Regions from separate parts of the Drosophila melanogaster genome. Here region 1 is linked to region 2. Evidence: chromatin contacts called from public Hi-C data. All regions are on one chromosome and are shown on one strand. The core of a region is the stretch at or near the end of the contact, and the rest is flanking DNA. Distances in the headings are between cores, read along the strand shown.

Region 1 (6,645 bases), core at 3,821-6,320, 93 kb before region 2:
GCCAATAAGGCGTTTAAATTTAGTTACACAAGGCATTCCGGGGGAGTCGTCGCTCCAGTTTGCATAGCATACGAGTTTATATTGAATTCTAGGAAATCGGAACCGGGAAGTGGGGAAGAAACAGCTGCAGCTGCCACGGGGCATTTAGAAAGTCACCCCATATCCAAGCGCCCTTACCCATGCCCATGCCCATGCCCATTCCGATTCCTATTCCTATTCCAAATCCAAATCCGAATCCATCGCATGTACGTGGACCTATGTGGAAATCGATGTGTGTGTGCATGCTGATTAGCACCTTGGCATGTGCTATATGCCAGAAGCTACATACATACATATATACTAAGCGATATATGTTGGCACTTATGTAAGCCAACGCGTGTTTGTGCTGGAAAATAATCAATTGGTAAATATGTTTATCACGACTTTTCGGCCGTATAGCTCCCCACCTCTGTCCAACGTGCTCCACTTTGTCGATCGTTTCATGAATGAAAAAATCGTCGGTCGGTCGGTCGGTCGGTCGGTCGGTCGGTCGGAGTTCATTGCCCAGGTGGATCGGCCCGACCGGGTTACGTACTCCATGGCACTATACCTTTAACTACACGCATACATCGCTTATCGTCTTCGCAACGTTATCAGCGCCGCGTTTACGACTCAAAAGGGCTTTTGTAATGGGCAAACAAAGCATAAAATACCAACATCAAGTTGTTTAGATTCGGTCGCCGCTGGTATGCTTGGAATGCTGTTTACCCAAGCAGGCCTTCTCATTGACTCCGATTTTCATTCTCCACGTCCAACATCCAACTCGCCTTGGGATGACAGTCGGAAAAGAGGAATAGAGACAATGTAGCTAGCTACAACAGCGGCGCAGGCGCGGCTCTTACACTGAGCAAAATCCACCCATCAGTATGAATCCTATTTCTATGGAATTAACATTTATCCAAAATATTTTATTTTCTTATTAATGGTAATTAAAAGATAATATCACAAGACATGGCGTACAAAATACATGATTTTTGACTAGTTATAGGCAGATTTAACATGTGGTCAGCATCGGCATCTTTTTATTTTTCTAAAATATGCATTTATTCTTGTACAAATATTTTTATGAACATAATTGTAGTCAAAACCTTTGAACCTTTTAAATCCATCAAGCCTATAACTAAATAAGTTTTTATAAGTGCCATGACACTGCACTCACCTTCGATTTCCCAGCCCCATCTCCATCCCCATCTCGATCCGACTGGGATCGGTCGGCATAAGTTCAAAGCTTTGTTACACGATATCGCTATATCTGTGTAGGCACACCAAACAACAAAAATCGACCATCGGAATGTGGAATGTGGTATTCATTGACAAAATCAGCTTTCAAAATGATCTCACTTGTATGAAAAACAGTCAAACCAAATCGAAAACCGGTTTCGTAGTCAAATCATTGGAGTTACAAACGCTTTTCGTTCGTTTTCCGTTTTTCCTCTTTCGATCGTGGTCTTTATAACATCAACAACATCTGCATCTGAGCGTTTTTCACGCACGTGCCTGGCTCACATTTAATAACTATAATTATAATGTATGTCAAGTCGACCGAAATTATATGCTGCCAGTTAACACTTTAAAAAGCAAGAAAGACCACAGAGAAGCGAAGAACGAGAGACTCAAAAGATCCACAAGAGGCGAGAATAAAAATACCTTGGCTAGCCTAAATATTTTCACACGCGCCGCGAGAAAAAAAAAATGATCTTAAGGTTTTAGTCTTTCATTCTTTCCTTCTTTTCTTTTCGTTTTTTTTTTGTTTTGTTTCATAAAAATAGCACACAATTAGTGGCGCTGAGTTTTTGCTTTTTTTTTTTTGGGTGGGGGACATGAACTGTAAAATGCCTGTGAGTTATCAAATTGGGGATTACATACCTTTATAAATAGTTTCTGCGCAGGCGCGCCCGTATTTCTCCAATTGCATTGGTATGTGGAGTGCCTAGCACATACACACTAACATAAAATACACAATCTCCATTTAACAATCATTAATTTAGACGTCGTTCCAGCGGGACGGAGAGGAAAGCGTGCGAAGGGAACGGTGGCGCTGCTCCCGCGATGATCGCACGCTGCTGGGAATGGCCTGGAATCTGGAATGGGAATGAGCTGGAAGCTGTGTGGGAAAGTATGCGCCGCCTCTGCCACCGTCGACGTTGCTGAAATAAACAAGACCAAAAACAACAACCCCAACTGGGCCCCGAAAATTAGGTCAACATTTTTTCATTCACTCTTTTTTGTTGCTGCCATACATATTTCGACACACATATTTTGTGTGTTTAAGTTTTTAGGTATTTTTTATTAACACAAACTTTCTATTGAGCGGCGAATAGTTTTTGTTTCTTTCCCTCTTTTCTCATTTTTTTCACTCTTCCACACATGAACTTCAGCAGACCGTAGCATTAACCGTTAGCTTTTTTATAACACATTTATGGCGATGCGACGGGCGCAACTTGACAATACAAATATCGTTTTTAATTGACATTTATGTTGTGGTATTAAAACGCACCGCTTGCTGCCCTTTTCTGTAACTCCTTCGATTTTCGCATATGCAAATTAATGGTCCCGAAAAATCGGTTCTCCCATCGATATCATATCGATATTCCCGTTGAAGGGCCTTTTTTCTGCTGAATTTGGTTTTCGGACGAAACAACGGAATGCAGACGAGGAACTGCAAAACAAACGGGATAAGTCTGAGCGAAGAGAACGACCGATGACACTGTGAAAAAATATTACGTTTAATATCGCTTGAATTACGAAGTTTTGAGGCTAAGGAAAAACGACTCTCAACATTCTAAACTTAGATATTCAATGTGGTACATTTTCTTACGATGCACAAACAAATTTTTAATTGACTGTCGTTTAACCACAGTATTGCTGCAAAGAATATACGAGTTCAGTAAGATTTTAATTTTCATGTTCACCTTACTCTTATTTCTCTCAGTGTTTTTCGCTCCCTTTTCCCTTTGCCTGTTCTGCCATCCCGCTCGCACCCTGACGCCGCGTGCCCGGTCTTCTTTTCTCAGTAAAACGGTTCTTCTGCTTGTCGCGCCTTTTCTTGCCGCCACTACTATTGCCGTCTCGCCTGTCTGGCAGCCGCATTCTATGCTGGTGGTTGACTTGTTTGTGTCTCCGTCTGCCCGCCTCTTCGTCTTTTTGTGCTGAGTGATGCAACTTTTATGACTGTTCCCGTTCCCGATTCTGTTCCCATTCACGTTCTGGCGGCTAACTCCTGTTCTCAGTGAAGGTTAGGATCGTCGAGTCGGGAAGAATGAAACGGGTCTCAAAAACCCACGCTCAGTCGCATGACTCACGCTTGAAAAATTTCAATTTGAATTTCTAAATAACCGCACATACACACAGCATCCAATTTCAGCCAATAAACGGCGTTGTGTGTGCATGCTGTGTGTGAATTCCGACTTACGAGTGTTCCCATCGAAGGTTAGGCATTATTTTTTTCGTTCGGATGTCAATGGAACCCGATTGGCCGACGACGACAGTCTAAAAACCGAAAAACCAGTTTGAAGACATATTTTCTATTCGCTGCTTATTCTGCTGCTGCTGCTTCTTCCTCTTCTGCATTCCACACACATACACTGGCACACTGAGTTCGAGTTCGAGTTTAGTTTTCCACTTTCCCCCTCCTTCCAGCGTTATTTAAACTTTCTGGAATGCGGTTGTGTCTGCTCTCCTTGGAACCTCTTCGCTGGAACCGCTTTCCCGTGTTTATTTGTTTCATGTTGCTCAAGTTAAGTTAAGTTTTAAGTTTTTATATGTACGCCAATGTTCACACTTTTATATTTATGTGTTTCTCGTTTCGGTTTGTTGCGCGAAAAGCAAGAGCAGGCGAGAGCGGCACAACCATGCGGCTGCAGCTATGAAATTTTACTGAATGAATATTTCTTTTCTTTTGCGCCGATCTTTCATCTTGGCGTTGGAATTCGAAGTCGACAGAGGCAGCGACAGCGGCAGCGGCAGTGGCGTCGGCTGCACAGCGGCCGAGGCAGCGACTTCGTAAAAAGTTGTACCTTTCGAAAGTCGCTTAAGTGTGTGGCTGCGTGCGTGTGTGTGTGTGTGTCGGCTGGATCGCGTTCGTATGTGTGTCGGTGTGCTAGAAAGTTTCGATGCCGAACTATGTTTGAAGTCGCATGCATAAGAAACTTACAAAACGGCATTCCACAAACAAACCGACACTGCCCCTTCCAGTCGATCCCCTTCCAGACGCCTTCTTTTTCGAAGACTGCGAGAAGAGTATCCCTATCTGCATTTGTATCTGTGCTACTTTTGCATTTTGTCACATCAGTATACTGATATATCGGTGTGAAGCGCACTCTCCTCCTCGACAACGAAAATTTTTCAGCTCTTCTCGCGTTTTCCTATGTGTTGTAATCTACGGAACAATAAAAAATGTTGCGGGGCTTTCGTAAGTGTCTTTTTGGAATTTTCGTTTTTTTTTATTTTTTATTTTGTTTTTCTTTGTGTGTTTGTAGCTGGTGGCGTTCTGTTTTTTGTTTTTCGTAAACAACGCACACACACACACACACACACACTCTGTAAAATTCGTCATTGAACGGTAAAAAACAAAAATTCCAACGTGTTTGACTTTGTCTCTAGACAATCTCGCTCGTGTGTGTGTGGATTTTTTCAATTACAAGTTTGTAAATGGAATTTCTGAACTTTATGTGAACGAGGTCATTTACAACACACACACACATTTGTAAAGAAGGGCGCGGGGCTAAGGTTGCTCGGGGAATTTTTGTTACATTCGTCATGAACTTATTTATAGGAAATTCCATAGGCTTTACTGGTTATTTATGGCCGCAGATCGCTGGGGGGATCTACTGGATCCAAAAGCGGAGGAGTGTTGTATCGGTCGGCTGCATGCATATCAAATGCCAAATGGGACAATCCCCAACTGGCTCGAAAATATCACGAAAACGGAAATAAATTAGGCCCGATTGATCGTGGTTTTCAGTAGCTAGAAGTAATTTCTGTTTAGAACTAAATCTAGATATAGATCTTTATGGGAATGGAACTCGAATGGATTTTCTTCTTGAAGAGATCTTTAAATTTACTTGATTTAATCTAATAATATAAAATTCTATTCGGTTAAGCCTGTGCACCTTTCTGATTAGCAATTTCCCTGAAATACACCGGGCGCCAGGTGTATTTACGATGGCCCACAATCAAACCAATCAATCCAGCCAACTGTCCCCGTATCAATGCCATCCATTGACAAGCTTTCGTCGCTTTCGCGGCCCTCCAGTGGAGCAACTCAGGAATCAGTGGATGGACGATCGTCTGAGTGATAAGGTTTTCGGGGCGGCTACTTGACGCAAGAATTTCTGGAATTTCGAAAGTGTACACACACCTGTGTGGACCCCTCGGTAGACGCGGAATAAGGCCCGGAGCAACCAGACCCAAGCAGCCCAGTCACAAAGCACGCGCTCAATCTACGGCTTATCAACAGGCCAACGACGGTAGGCCCAACTATAAATGACATGTGATGCCATAGCCCTGTAGCCACAAACATACGCCAAGGGTACGAAAATACTCAAGTTTGAATCACATGGCACTGGCACTTACCGGGTGGAAAAGAGTCGGCCTCAGGCGGAAATTGAGTTCTGTTCCTCTTCTATCCGCTGAAAGAAAATTGAAAAAAAAAAAAAAACAAAGGGAAAACCAAGCAAGATTTCCCAATCGAAAGCTTCTTGGACTTTCGACCGACTGTTTGTACTATTTACAACACCAACGGAGCAACGTCAAGACCATAAAAATAATTAATACAACTTATCAGCAGGGCCGCGATATACCACCACTTGAGGAGCACACCTATGACGTGGAGGGACTGGCAGAGGCACTGGTACTGGCACTGGCATTACCGTTTTCCTTCCCATTCGCATACCCATTTCCATTTCCAGCCGGCTGCATGGTCAGCGATCGTACGGTAGATGCGATCCGATTCGATGGCAAAAGAATTCCCCCTTTCGGTGTAATTGCTTTTGGCCTGGTCGAAAGTCGGCCCGAACGGAACCGAACCGAACCGAAGCACACCACACCGAACCTAATGATAATACCCGCGATCTAATAGGAAGCACGTGATGCGCATACTGCCCACCGATCATTAAGAAGCAGCAATGCACTTGGAGAAACTAGAGGAATCGAATCATAAATCTTCTTACATACATATGTATATCAGCAGTTGTATCAAGTAACAGAGTGGGGTGGTTATGTTAACCATTGCATTTTGAACTTAAATAAATAATTCAATCCAAAAACAATAGTAAAACCCTATCAATTTGCACTATACCAGCGAACTTCCTTTATGTGCAACCGTACACGGGGCGGCGGAGTCTAATGAAATCGGAATCGAACTGCAGACTGTTGTGGAGTCTAGAGTCTAGAGACTAGAGACCAGACCCCTGGCTAGACAAATTGCACATAATTTCTACTCGAGTGAGCGCGGTCAGCCGGCAAAAAGTGCACCGAACCTGCCCAAAACAACGGCAACGGGATGGATGTGAATGTGGATATAGCCGGTGGCTATATAGTAGTACTGGTACCACTCGACTTGGTTAGATGTCGGAAAAAGACGTCGACAACGACGCCGCACCGGGA
Region 2 (6,628 bases), core at 1,238-3,737:
ACAATAAAAAGGGGAGGCGCTGGGGGAAATCGGGCGATAAGAGTGCCCAGAAGAGGCAGAAATATGGCACGGCAACCAATAATAATAAATATTGCGCCTAGTATTACTAAACAACAGGGCGCATTTGCCCACGGCGCGTGTGTGATAACGATAACTCAAGCAAATTAAGCGATTGTCACAATAATCGATGAGTGCTATCACCACGGGAAGGGGCAATCAACCGGACATATTACCCATGATTCATTCGTGTGGTTGCTGAAGGTGCTTAGCTAAGCAAAAACTTATCCGATAACTTATATTTATCCGAATCCGATTTACACTGAAAACTGCCTGCATAACATAATATATCGAATTCACATGTTATCGACATCGAATTCAAACCTTTTGACACCTATAGGTGGGGATTTCGAAAGCCTAGTCACAAATAAAGCTAGTGCACGTCTGTAGTAACTATTTGGATGGCTAATAAAAAACTCACCTGTTTGACGTTTTCGCTTGCTGGTTGCTGCTGCAGCTACCGATGAAGTCGATGCGGATGTTGCAGGTTGCCTTAGGATATGCTGCTGTTGCTGCTGCTGCAGTTGTTGTTGTTGTTGTTCCTGGTGACGCGTCCCGTCCGTAGTTGCCGTTACCGTTTGATCGCCGTAGAAGGACGTCGCCCTGACTGAAAGTCCCGCTCCTAATCCCGAACAGAATCCGGATCCCCCGCCCCCGGCAACGGCGTAGTCAACGAAATCGGACGCTTTTGGGGGGTAGGACGTTTTCATTGGCGCATGCTATCCCGCTCGACGTGGTCGGCTGTCTCCCTTGCACTCAGTTGGCTTGCATTGGGGTTTTTGGGTTCCGTTCGCCTTTTTCCGGCCGCTTACAAACTTATGTTTACAAACTATGTTTGTACAAAACGTGGCGGCGAGTCACTGGCGAATTTCGAGTGACACCGTTTGAAATTTCACGTGAATTCAATATTTTAAGGCTTTTAAGTAAAATATTTTACGAAGAGGATATATTTACAAGAATATGCTTTTTTCAAGACAAATACAATTTATGCCAAATTAAAAGAGAATCTGCAAGTAGAGGGAGAACACAATAGCCATTAGCATGGTCGAATAAAATCACGTACCAAAAATATCATATCACCACACTCGCACACCTGCCCGGCATTCATACGTTTATATTTTAATTCGCTTTTGAAACTTTCCATTCAAATGTGTTGTCCAAATATTGACAGTGGAGACTAACTAGTGAACTAAATAACTTTATTTTGCTTTAAGTAATTTTGTAATGCCTTGGAAAGGCTTGTACAGCAACTTGGTAACTTTATGTTTCTTGCACGCAGAACTTCCTCATCTAGGCTCTACTGTAATTGTTTTGTTTTTTACTTGATTCCACTTTTAAACTACGCAAAAAGCGGCGTGAAAGAGAGCAAACTATAAAAACAAGACAAACACATTTCGGGTGTCGAAAAATGAAAACCACAAAAGAACGAAAAAAGCAAACAACAATAAAAACATTTGGGAGATACGCACTTGGCCCCGCACACAAACAACACGCACACTAGCGCACTTTTGGCCCACACGGATACACACCACGAAACCCTTTTCTACGCACTTTGCTGAAAATTCTACGAAGCCCCCTAAAATTAAACCTAATTGGCAACTTTCGTTGCCAAACCCAAAAAACAAATCCACAAAAAACAACAACAAATTAAAGCAAACACAAGCCGGTTCCAAAGTTATTAAATGGATTGCTCAGCGAGTGGAAAAGGGAGAGACAGTTTTGCTGAATGGATTTTCGTTCTGCAGCTGGCGAGTAAATGGATCCTACGGATACCCTTGCCTAATGTAAAATCGAAAAACGTAGCTCAAAAGGTTTTGATGGCCATTATCCGCACAATACCGATTAGTAACTTGATAAATTCACAGCTTTCATTACAGAGATGAACAGTGAGAATACATATTTCAGATGGGGCTTTGGGAAACACAATATCCCTTCGACAATTTACACGCACTCTCTAACTAACGTCTAATACGACGGCTCTTAGTTAACTACGTCGCCGAGAAGAGAAGAGGAAGACGGAGAAATCCGAAACCGGGCTAAAACAAGTTTCTGAAAGCGCTTCTTCTTGCCGCTGTTATTGTCCATCATCTCATTTTGGGTGTAGCCAAAATTAATATTTATGCTCGTTGATTTGTTTGCGGGAAAATTGCAAAACATAAAAGGTTTTCTTTCGTAATATTTCACCGCACAGCACCGCACTCGCACACACACTCACACACACACAAGCAGAGTTCACAAACACCTGCCAGCGAGTCCGGTGTTTATTTATGCATCTTAATTTGTTTTGCACCTTTTTCGCAGCAGCTTCGCCAGTCATATGTATATGCAGATATATATCTTGGCTTTCTGTAGCTGCCACTTCCTCGACGGCCGTGGCTGTATCTTCTGTGGCTGCAACGTCCGCTCGCGAAGCCGTTTGTGGAGACTCTGAATCGAAGAATTGAGGCACCGAAACTTTGTTGCCACAGAGCCGAAAAAAGAGAGCGGACACTCGCCGCTCTTCTCGGCTTCGGATTCTTCCAGGCGCCTGCGCAAGCCCGGTCTCCGCTCTTCCACTACCCACTTCCTGCCGCTCCAGAGAAGGGCTCCACCCCTCAAATTGCGACTTTTAGGGCTCTGCCCGGGGGACGAATCGCGAAATTATTTTTGCTTACTTTCTCTGTGGTTGTTGTTTTGGTTTTTCCTTCCCTTGCTACCCTATAATATCCTGGGTATCCTCTGCTTCGACCTTAACGTAAATGTTTAGGGATTTTCACTTACTATACTATACTATATAGTACTGTCTCTAAACTGGTCTTATCTGTACAAATTTATGATCCGGTATGAATAATTCCAGTAAGGGGTAATCCTTCGTCGGATAGCCGATTAAGTGCTTGATTGCTTACGTGGATGTCCCTGTTCGGGCGCCATCCAAAAGTGTGAGGGGCTCCATTTGACACGTAAGGATTTGCGTCGGCAGCAGAAAGCAGAAGGAAGGGGCGGAGAAAGCCAAAAGGGAGGCCAAGAACCGGCAAAGGGGCACCTTGTGAAATAGTTTTTTTTTTTTTTTGTTTTTTGTTGAGGTGGGTCGAGGAGAGGGGGTTGCGATGTGCGAATGGGCCAAAGTGGTTTAGTTGGGCAGCCGCCGGGTAAAAAGAGGCGCTGAGGAAAACTTGCGTCGTGGACAGACTTAATTACACACATATAGAACGAGATGGAAATGGCTGCGTGGATTGAACACATTTTTAGCCGAGCCAAAGAAAAGGTACGGGGGGTACTTTTCCACCAAAGGATCAAAAGAGAGCATATGGTTTCCAGCATGCTGAAAATAAGGAATGGAGAACAATTCTTAGGAAAACCTAGACTTGAAAAGCGCAACCAAACAAAAGGTAACTAAACTGGTGAATTCCCTATTACTCTTATGTAAATAAGCCAGCGCTTCAAAGAATTGCAATTTCCCCCAAGCACAAAAGTAAAGAGAAGGTAAGCCTTAAACATAATATTATATTTTTGTTTATAATTATGGTAGTTAAGCAACATTGTAATGGGCGGTGGCCTTTGTCATTAAATCTGGCATGGACTTTCGGGGTTTATGTAGCGCAGCAGGATGCGAGTTCGACAAGTCTGTGTCCCCGGGGGTTCCCCGCAGAAGACTTGCTTAACTGCAGCTTGAACGGGTTCTGCTTTCGGTGGCGACGTCAGCAGTCAGTCCTCTGGACTGTGCATCCACACCCTTCTTCTTTTCTGCAGCGACAACGCCACAATTCAATCAGCAATATGGTTGGCAGCCTGGGCATCAATTACAGGCCAATAAAGCTGGGTCCCCACTTACCCCCCACCTCCTAATCTCATTTTCCAACAGCTGTTGGGGGCGGAGACCTGTGGGAGGGACAGCTAACATATGGAAGCTTCGGGTTTTCATTTTTTCTCCCTGTAAGCTCTAATTGACAGCTGCCAAAGTGGGCGAGTGGGTTGGGGGAATGAGGGTTGCGCCGGGAAAACCCACAAGCAGTAAGCCTCACCCCTCCCCCTCCAATCAACTCGTTAAAGTTGTGCAACAATTTCCCTTTAAATGATTTACATAGGAAACCCATGAGGGAAGTGTGAAGGAGAGGGGGCACTCTCTCGATCTCTCTCTTTCGGTATCCTTGAATGGAGGAAAAGAGAGAGAGAGAGTGGAGAGAGCAACCGGCGGCGGTTTCTTTGATGAATCGACAAACGCTGATTATGATGACGCAGCGTCACAGGAGGATAAACGAGTGACAGAAGAGAGAGAGAGAGAGAGAGGAGAGAAGAGAAAGATTAGGAGAGAAGGGATAAGGCAGTTATTTCCATTTCCGCCTGCCAGCTATTGTTCCTCTTTTGTTTTGATAAATGCCAAAAGAGTTGGCAATAAATCCCAAACAATAAAAATTGCCCGAGGGAAGGGGATAAAAGTCCCAAAAGTGGACAAATTATTCAACCTACTGAGACTTATTTAGTTCCAGGGCATTCCAGACTTACCCACTTTACGGACTACATGTTAAGTGTACGATATTATTATAAGTTTGAAGACTTTTATAAACAAATTTTAGCAAATATTCTTAGACTTTTTCTCTCTTAGAGGCTATAATATCAATTAAAATAGAAAAGAGGCCAAGAAGCATGTATATTCTATGGGTTTGACCGCAACTGCTGATTAAATAAAACCAAACCGATCGCGGGTTTATTGTTTGCCATTGTGAATTCAGTCGCCTAAGCTAGGGAATTCAAACACAAAAATCCTTAATTAACGAGCGAGAGAGAGGACGATAACAGCACCCGCATTCGAGAAAAACAATGGAAACATCGAGTTTTCCCTTGTGGAAACCGCCCCCCAGGAGAGAAAGAGAAAAATACGAACCCTGTAAATTAATTGTTGCTAACAAAAAGCAATCGAAAAACGCGAGAAAATCAAAAATTCCAGAGCGAAAACAAGTTAAAAATGCAATTGAATGTTGATACGCTCTTTGTGTTCGCTCCCTCTCTCTCCCACACACAACAGCACACACACGCACACGAGCACCATACTAGTGGGCTACTTTGAGTTCATCGTTTTCAATTCATTTTCGAGAGTTTCTCTTCTCTCTTAGCTCTGCTTCCTCTTCTTTGCGCTCAGCAAACACAACACAGCAACAAAAAAAAACACGCTACCACACACACACACACACTTGCAGCTAAGGGAAAAGGCTTTTCTTTTCATATTTCGCTTACTTTTTGCTTCATTAACAACTATACGTGGAAAGTGCTGTGGAAATTTGATTATAAAAAAACACTCGCCATGATTCCGATCCTCTCTAACTTTTCGCGTTGTCTCACTCACGCTCACGCACTCACTCTTATTATCTGTCTCTTTTCTCGCGAGCCCGACGAAAAATTCCGTCCGCTAAATATTTTCCACGATTTTTTCGTCGAATTTTGAAATGGAACTAATTGAAAAATACCCTTGCGTGTGCTCACAAAAACCCTAAAAAATACCAAGGTGCGTCTATATACTATACTATATATATACCAGAAGTATACCGCAGCAGTTCAGGGTTGCCAGGCGGCCTAAGTGACTACGCTTAAGCTGGTCACTCTGACTCTGCCGGTTTTAACAATTTTACTGAAGTCTCGCTAATTTAACAACAAATATAGTTATGCTGTCCCTAAGCGATCCCAACAATGCTGGTGGCATTCCCGACAAGGCGTGGCAGCCGCACTTCGTGACCCTGGAAACGAGGTGAGTCCGGAGCTTGAATGCTCGATAATCGCCGAAACTGAAGACTGAGCATTTGTTTATCACATTATTTGTGGCATTTGTGCCCCGCGCAGCATGGGAGAAATCACCGTGGAGCTGTACTGGAAACACGCGCCCAACACCTGCCGCAACTTTGCCGAACTCTCGAGAAGGGGCTACTACAACAACGTGGTGTTCCACCGGATCATCAGGGACTTCATGATCCAGGGCGGCGATCCCACGGGCACTGGCCGCGGAGGCGCCTCCATCTACGGATCGGAGTTCGCGGACGAGCTGCACGGCGACTTGAGGCACACGGGCGCGGGCATCCTCTCGATGGCCAACTCTGGACCGGACACCAACGGGTCCCAGTTCTTCATCACGCTGGCGCCCACGCAGTGGCTGGATGGCAAGCACACGATCTTCGGCAGGGTCTACACGGGCATGGAGGTGGTCAAGCGGATCGGCATGGTGGAAACCGACAAGAACGATCGCCCCGTGGATCCCCTAAGGATCATCAAGGCCAAGGTGGAGAAGCTGTGAGCCAAGGAGGTGGATTTTTTGGAGGAACTGCTAGAATAAGTACGATTTAAACAAGCGAAAGGTATCTTTCCATATGGATTTTATAACACTGATTATATGTATTTACGGAATGACTAGAAAGACAAGATCTCTTTGATTGGTTGATCACAGGATAGCGTAGCCCTATTTTACATGGTGCTGTCCAACATGTCCACCAGCCGCTTGATCTGCCTTCTGCGGAAGAGAAAGTCCATTACACTAAAGGGATCTGTCTTGAATTGACCCACTTACATGCGCTGACCCAGCTGCTCTGTGGGTTTCATCGACTTGGTG

What was found. A called contact is a pair of places that touch in the nucleus more often than the background predicts.
Region 1: a contact with region 2 is called in a Hi-C map of the Kc167 cell line, with 2.2 times the contacts expected there. A contact is called at or near these places in 11 of 107 Hi-C or Micro-C datasets (the Clone 8 cell line, the Kc167 cell line, the ML-DmBG3-c2 cell line and 2 more) and 1 of 7 datasets of targeted methods (the S2 cell line).

The regions. Positions count from the first base shown.
Region 1 is chr3L:636,993-643,637 of dm6, reverse strand. lncRNA:CR43423 (long non-coding RNA:CR43423) reads left to right here and starts at 5,070. Exons shown (of 2, transcript NR_048210.1): 1 at 5,070-5,507; 2 at 5,825-6,152. lncRNA:CR43334 (long non-coding RNA:CR43334) reads right to left here. Exons shown (of 1, transcript NR_048209.1): 1 at 1-6,645. mir-ban (bantam) reads right to left here and starts at 1,430; the gene lies at 1,350-1,430.
Region 2 is chr3L:541,918-548,545 of dm6, reverse strand. Hipk (Homeodomain interacting protein kinase) reads right to left here and starts at 2,487. Exons shown (of 11, transcript NM_138194.3): 1 at 2,348-2,487; 2 at 479-1,064. The coding sequence starts at 767. BORCS6 (BLOC-1 related complex subunit 6) reads right to left here. Exons shown (of 4, transcript NM_138193.2): 3 at 6,587-6,628; 4 at 6,399-6,529. The coding sequence ends at 6,484. Cypl (Cyclophilin-like) reads left to right here and starts at 5,615. Exons shown (of 2, transcript NM_079150.4): 1 at 5,615-5,776; 2 at 5,869-6,424. The coding sequence starts at 5,694. The coding sequence ends at 6,316.